Linked DNA regions of Zea mays: region 2 is linked to region 1. A link is a contact called in public Hi-C data. All regions are on one chromosome and are shown on one strand. Each heading gives the region's core, a stretch centred on a gene start, on an enhancer-like site or on the middle of the called end of the contact. The rest is flanking DNA. Distances are from core to core; before and after follow the strand shown.

Region 1 (3,236 bases), core at 387-2,886:
GCGAGCCAGAACAAAAAATATTATACATGTATATATACAACAATATAATTAATTGCTAGTTAATTTCATACTAATTTAACACTAGAAAAGACTAACAATACTCATAATTTTATATATCACATCATCTAAACCCTAAACTAACATAGTTCATCACTTATTAATTCATCCAATACAAGTATAGGCTTTGTTTTACAGATAAATGCTAGCTCATTCGAGCTAACGAGCTGGCTCGAGCTCGTGTCGAGCTGGCTCGTTAACGAACCGAGCTGAGATGTTAGCTCAGCTCGTGATAAAATTGAAACGAGCCGAGTCGAGTCGAGCCGAGCTGGCCACGAGTCGAGCGAGCTCACGAGCCACGAGTATTTTGCCCAGCCCTAACCGTTCCTGCCCGTGTTTGCGTCACTGAGCTTCTTCAGCCGTGCTCTCGATAAGATGTTCTCACCTCAGATCCCGAGATTTAGGACCGAGAAATCGCTCATTGGTGCCGAGCTGAGATCCCGCTAATTGTGGCCCTTAAATGTGTTTTATTTGTACCGCTTAATGTTTCCATGCATTTTTGTGATTTTATCGTTAGTAGGGAATATTTTAGCCAACAACAGAGAATATTTTCGAATAATTACAATTATGTTTAATGTTTCTGTTAGATTTTGTTGATGTCATCTATTTTGAGTAGACAATATTACTAGTCAGTATTTTTATGAGTGGACAATATTGTCTGTGGTCCAACATTGTATGGTATTTGTTACTAAACATTAGTATACAATATTGTTGCTATCATGAGCTGGTGTTTGTGAACCACAACCTCCATCTCCGTATTCAACATGCAACTTCAACGCCCGAGCCAAATGAGTTCGATCCTTCCACAATAGGCAACGACTAATATACAAGCAGTCATTAGATGTAAGCGTACACGCAGCTCTCTTGATCCGTTGGATTTGGATTCAACCGTATGTGTAATCGTGGTTTGTTAGAGGCTTTTTTTATAAAACTACACAAAGTGGTGGTGAGAGGATTTAAATGCTAAATATAGCGTACAGTTAGATCCAGATCTAACAGACTAAAAGATCTGCTTGCACACTTACACATAATAACTACTTGCATATTAGGGGTGTTTAGTTTCTAGAGACTAATGTTTAGTCCCATTATTTTATTCCATTTTAGTCTATAAATTGTTAAATATAGAAACTAAAACAAACTAAAATATAGTTTTAGTTTTTATATTTGGTAATTTTGAAATTAAAATATAATAAAATGTAGGGACTAAAAATTAGTCCATAGAAACCAAACAGCCCTTGGTCGTTGCCTCCGCAACACTCGTGGTGCCCGGTGGTGGTTTCTCCGTGTCTTGTCTTGTGGTGGTTTCTCGGCGAGAAAAAAACGAGAAATCGATGAAACTGAAACCGGTCGGGATTTTGTGAGAATTGGTTGTTTTTCGCCGGTTTCTCGTTCCGGACTGTTGACGCTAAACGGGCATCAAACGAGATTTAAAACCCTGCTACACATTCGAACCAAGTCTCCTAGCAGAAATTTTCTTTATAATTTTTAATGAATAAAAAGAAAAAAAACTGAAAACAGGAAAAAGCGTCCATGGGCCACATTCGGCCCAGCAAGCGTGGCAGTGACCCGAGCCTAGCTGGCAAAAGGGCCCACGGGCGGTCCAACCAGGGAGGCGCCAGCACTTTTGCGCAGGGGCTTCTGACCTTTTCTCTAAACCATCTGTAATTGATGAGCACGATTATGAACTATTCATTTGAGTCACTGATTTCGTATCTGGACTCTCAAAAAGCTTGTTCCATTTGGGGTGAAGTGAAACGGATAGGAGGGAATCAAATCTCTGTTAGCGGCGTCCGTCCAAGCAGGTGCGTGTTTTTTTTCTTCAGCGTCCGTGTATCTGTTCCATCGGGAGTCTGCTTCCTCCTTTGTTTCTTTATTTGGCCCCGCTCGGTTTTTTTGGACTCCGTTTGTATTTGGGTTAATTAGAAATATACACCACTCCAATTTTAAAAAGTTAGAAACTAGTTCATTTTCATGTCACATCATGGCATCAATCTAATTTTACAAAATTAGCATGACAGTTTAATCCTTGTATTTTCAAGCAGATTATTTATTGCTTGGACTCCGCTCATACTTTGTTCTGGTGTTTTTTTGTCGTACAAATAAAAGTTAAAAACAAATAATAAATACAATTAGTGTTTACTTCTCTGGTTTCCATCTTAGATTTATGGCTGATGTTTTCCCTAATTAAAACATAAAAGTTATATATTTTTATCAGCAAAAGAAAATGTAAAGTGTCAGTAATAAATACAGTATGACGGGCCTCGAACCATTGCCCTTTCTGTCTATAAAACAAATAATTTCACTACCATGATGTTGATATAGTTTTCATTAGAAACAAAAAAAATATGATTTTTGAACAATTTTTTTCTTCTAATTCTGTCTAAGTAAATGTATGTCTGCAACTGCAATCTCGATGACGATTGTCATGTGGATAATCGAGAGTGCCTCACATCATAATTATCGAGCTAATACTTGATACGTCAATAATTAACTCTTACTGGCTTTACGATATAATTATATATTTCTATGGGTTTTAGTGAAAAAATATGAAGCTCAATATTTAATTGGAGCATCTGGTAACATATAGATATGATGAAAATTATTGTTATAATATATTGGTGTCTAAATATTTTTTGTACTTTGCAACAATAGATAAATGTACATTAAACGATATTGTGCTTTGCAATGAGAGGTAAAAATGTATCGAAGCTGCAATATAATTCAATACATACTTTACAGGATACTATCTCATTGTGATCAATAATAACCTATAATATGGATACCATGGTTAACATAAAATAAATTATTTTATTGCAATTTTATAGAAATGATAAATATAGATAGATATAGACCATCCTCATCTTCGTTTATGATGAATGTTTGATAGTTGGAACGTACGTATATGTTTGCTAGTATATAAAAATATAAATATAAGTATTATTAGATTTTTCATAAAATATATCTCCAGAATTTTTTATTTGGTGTAAAAAACATTAATACCTTTAAAGGTATAATATCTAGTCAAAATTTAAACAATTTACCGAGAATGTGCGTAAGTAAAGATAGAGGTAGTAGAAAACGGTCCCTAAGGCCCATAACAACAACAACAAGAAGAAAAATATTCCAGCCATTGCAACAACGTTGGAGCGTGCTGACCAGCAAGGAAGAACAAATGAACC
Region 2 (3,236 bases), core at 272-2,771, 260 kb after region 1:
CAACAATTACAAGAGAAGGACAAAGAACTTAAATCAAGTTATAAAGCAGTAAGAGATTCAAGAAAAGAAAGTTGGACTGGTTGGAATGACTCCCTATGTATGATATTAGCTGAACCAGAGGTTTGGGCAAGGTTGATTAGTGTAAGCAAATTCTTTTTATAACATTATGTCTTTTCTTATTCAATATGATCTTTTTTGTTGCTGAGAACTAATTACATTTCATGTTGCATTTAATAGGCTCACCCAAAGGTTGCAAGGTTTCGCAAGAAGCCATTTCCTCTTTTCTACTCTTTAGAAGCACTTTATGAAGGTGAGTGTCAACAAAGAACCACAATGTTCGAAGAATGTGGCTAAAGCACAAAATCAGGCATGTCCTTAGTTAAGCATGTAACAAAACATAGCTTCCAAGAACATGTTAGCAGCATACTTCTGCAAGTTTCTTCGCTTTTGTCACTTCCTAGTTGTAAAATGTTGGTACATGGTGTAAACTAAACTGTGTGTCAATTGGTGCTACTTGGTATTTGCAGAGTGCTAAGTGGAAGCAACACTTGAAGCTGACATGGAGAAGAAAAATGGAACAACAATCCACATGAAGCTTGTAAAAAAGAAGTTAAACTAATAATTTATTCTAGTGTCAAAGTTCATAATGACTGGACTTGTACTCTGTTATTATGCTATAATAATTTGTTGAATATTAGATGATCATGTCATGTGCTGTTTTTTTTACATTTTTAGTGATGTTTCATTGTGTTTTTGTTTTTCTAAATATTTCCTATTTTTCTTTGATTTTTATGATTTTTTGAAGAATTTTGTCTCCAGAGAGGTTTTTAGCCCCTTGTTTGCCAAACAGTGAGTGACAGGAAAATACATTAAAGTGGGAAAAATCCTCCCAGGGAATTAAAGTGTCATTTAAAATCCTCTTGGTGGATAATTTCCCTAGGTTTTTTGTCTATTTATTGCCAAATTAGCCCTTAATGTAGTTATTCAACGTTAAAAACGACGGCTGATTATTGATCTTTTCGCTTTCACCCCTAACCAAAGGTTTATAGTTTGTATAAGGGCATGTAGATTCAATTGTTCAGCCAGAACGTAGATCGGGAACGGAGTTGCTGGGCCGTCGGATGCTCACCTCTGCTAGTCCTCTGCTGTGTGTGTGGTGCGGTACAGGCATTGCACGGCCCACGCGCTCTCTTACCTCGCTCGTCTCGTCACAGTCACAGCTCAAAAGCAGCAAGGCGGCTGACAGGTGGGCCGCCGAAGCTCGCGAGCGCACTAGCAGAGTACAGGACTACAGATGTACAATAACAGGCTCACTGCTGAAATAAAGAGGAGAGACATGTAATTTCACAGCTAGTTTTAGCACATGAATCTATAAATTTTACGAGAAAGATAAGTTCGATTGGTCATATAATATCAATAAAGAGCTAAATAACATATAGATAGACTGAAAGATTGCTGCAGTACAGCTGTGATTTGAGGGGCGTGTTAGTTGGGGTTGGGGCGCGTGTGCGCTCCATTTCACTTCACCGTTCGAGTGGGCAAAAAGCAGAATCCTGCCTTTCCAACTCCAAGGGGGAGTTGCCATTCCTGTCATCCGGTGTGGCCTTTGGGAGAGGGAGAGAGAAGGAAGGGGAGGCTTCTTCCGTTCCGGCAGCGGCTCCCTCCGCTTTCGGTTCTTTGCAAGATCGAGCGAGCGCAATCATCGATCGCTGCCATCATCACCAGGCAAGCATGGGTATGTATGCCACCGCCCGTCTCCCTCCTTCCCTTCCTTTATTGGTGTCGCTCAGGCCGGCCTGCTCCCGTCCCGTGCGGCGGGGGGCCCTTTCCTTCTATGGCGGCGGCGGCGGCGAGGTTACTTTTACTCTTTGCCTTGTTTGCGCCGTTCTGGTTCTGTTTCGCTTCGGGGAAGGAAATGGTCCCCGCTTCAGTTTTACCTTTTCTTTTCTTTTCTGATGAGTTGGTGAAATTCGGTTGTTTGATTCGGGGAGCCCATTCTACCTGCTTTCGCCCAGTAGCCGCAAGCCCGCAATCACCGCGTGGACGCGGCCACACTTTCTTTCTCTCTTGCATTTCTGGTCTGCAGCTGCGGTTCGGTTCAATCTTGACTCTTGAGTGAAGCGTTTGTTTCTTTTCGTGAAGCAGCATTAGCGGATGGAGAGGCGGATTATTCTTCTTGGGACAGTGACGACGAGTACCAGAAATTCATCCAAAACATGAACCCTCCAAGGTATATATGCTAACCGACTCTTCACCAGTTTCCTTGTTTCAGAGAAAAACAGTTCCTTCCTCAACCACTTTCAGTCTTACCAGTCTGCAAAGTCTCTGTCAGTCTTGCCAGTGTGCAATCCCAAGTTTTTTCATGGTTATATACTAGGCAGGCAACATGTTGATTCATGTTTTTTCTTTTCTCGAGTTCAGGGTCACCATCGACAACACATCATGTCCAAATGCTACAGTCATCCATGTGAGTCCCTCGAATGTCAAACGCGTGTTTCCCCTTGTTCGCGCCTGAAGCTGAAGCTGAAGCTGAAGCTGGCATAGTTTTTGCTCGAACGATACAGGTGGACAGCGCGAACAAGTATGGGATACTGTTGGAGGTAGTGCAGGTCCTCACCGACCTCAAGCTCATAGTCAAGAAGGCATACATATCCTCAGACGGGGGATGGTTCATGGACGGTATGTAGGAGAGCCATTGGTTTCGTTCAATTCCTTTTTCGTCGATTTCTAAGCTGTTTGGGTACGTTTCTGCTGCCAGTCTTCACTGTGACGAACCAAAGTGGGCACAAGATAACGGACGAATCTGTGCTGCAAGGAATAAAAGACTACATTTACAAGGTAGCCAAATATTGTTTGCCATCACGCACCATCGTTCAGTTTGTTGATGAATCCGTGAACCATGTCGTCCTGGCGCATGCAGTCTATCGGGCCTGACTCCTGCTTCCTTCCCTCGCGGAGGAGAGCCGTCGGGGTGGAGCCGTCCTCCGACCACACCCTGATAGAGCTAACGGGGACCGACAGGCCGGGCCTCCTCTCGGAGGTGAGCGCGGTGCTCACGAGCCTGGAGTGCAACGTGGTGAGCGCGGAGCTGTGGACGCACAACGGGAGAGCCGCCGCCGTGATGCAGGTCACCGACAGGGAGTCCGGGCTGGCGGTCTCGGACGCGGAGAGGGTCGGCAGGATCAAGGGGCGGCTCTACAACGTGTTCAGAGGGAGGAGCCGGGACGCCAAGACCG

The links. A called contact is a pair of places that touch in the nucleus more often than the background predicts.
Region 2: a contact with region 1 is called in a Hi-C map of tassel, with 5 times the contacts expected there. The contact joins the promoter of LOC100274391 here to the enhancer-like site in region 1. A contact is called at or near these places in 2 of 25 Hi-C or Micro-C datasets (ear and tassel).

Annotation. Positions count from the first base shown.
Region 1 is chr1:73,100,440-73,103,675 of Zm-B73-REFERENCE-NAM-5.0, forward strand. No RefSeq gene overlaps it. Among protein-coding and RNA genes, the nearest start is that of LOC103636314, 25 kb to the right of the region's middle. Within about 2 kb of position 1,637, at least 15 of the 20 cell types and tissues checked have an H3K27ac peak or open chromatin away from gene starts, as enhancers often do. A contact at or near this core is called in ear and tassel, where this site is marked.
Region 2 is chr1:73,359,925-73,363,160 of Zm-B73-REFERENCE-NAM-5.0, forward strand. LOC100274391 reads left to right here and starts at 1,522. Exons shown (of 8, transcript NM_001148751.1): 1 at 1,522-1,735; 2 at 2,146-2,230; 3 at 2,422-2,467; 4 at 2,565-2,679; 5 at 2,759-2,838; 6 at 2,921-3,236. The coding sequence starts at 1,732. It overlaps LOC100278607, which reads left to right. Exons shown (of 5, transcript NM_001151829.1): 3 at 1-141; 4 at 238-310; 5 at 528-697. The coding sequence ends at 535.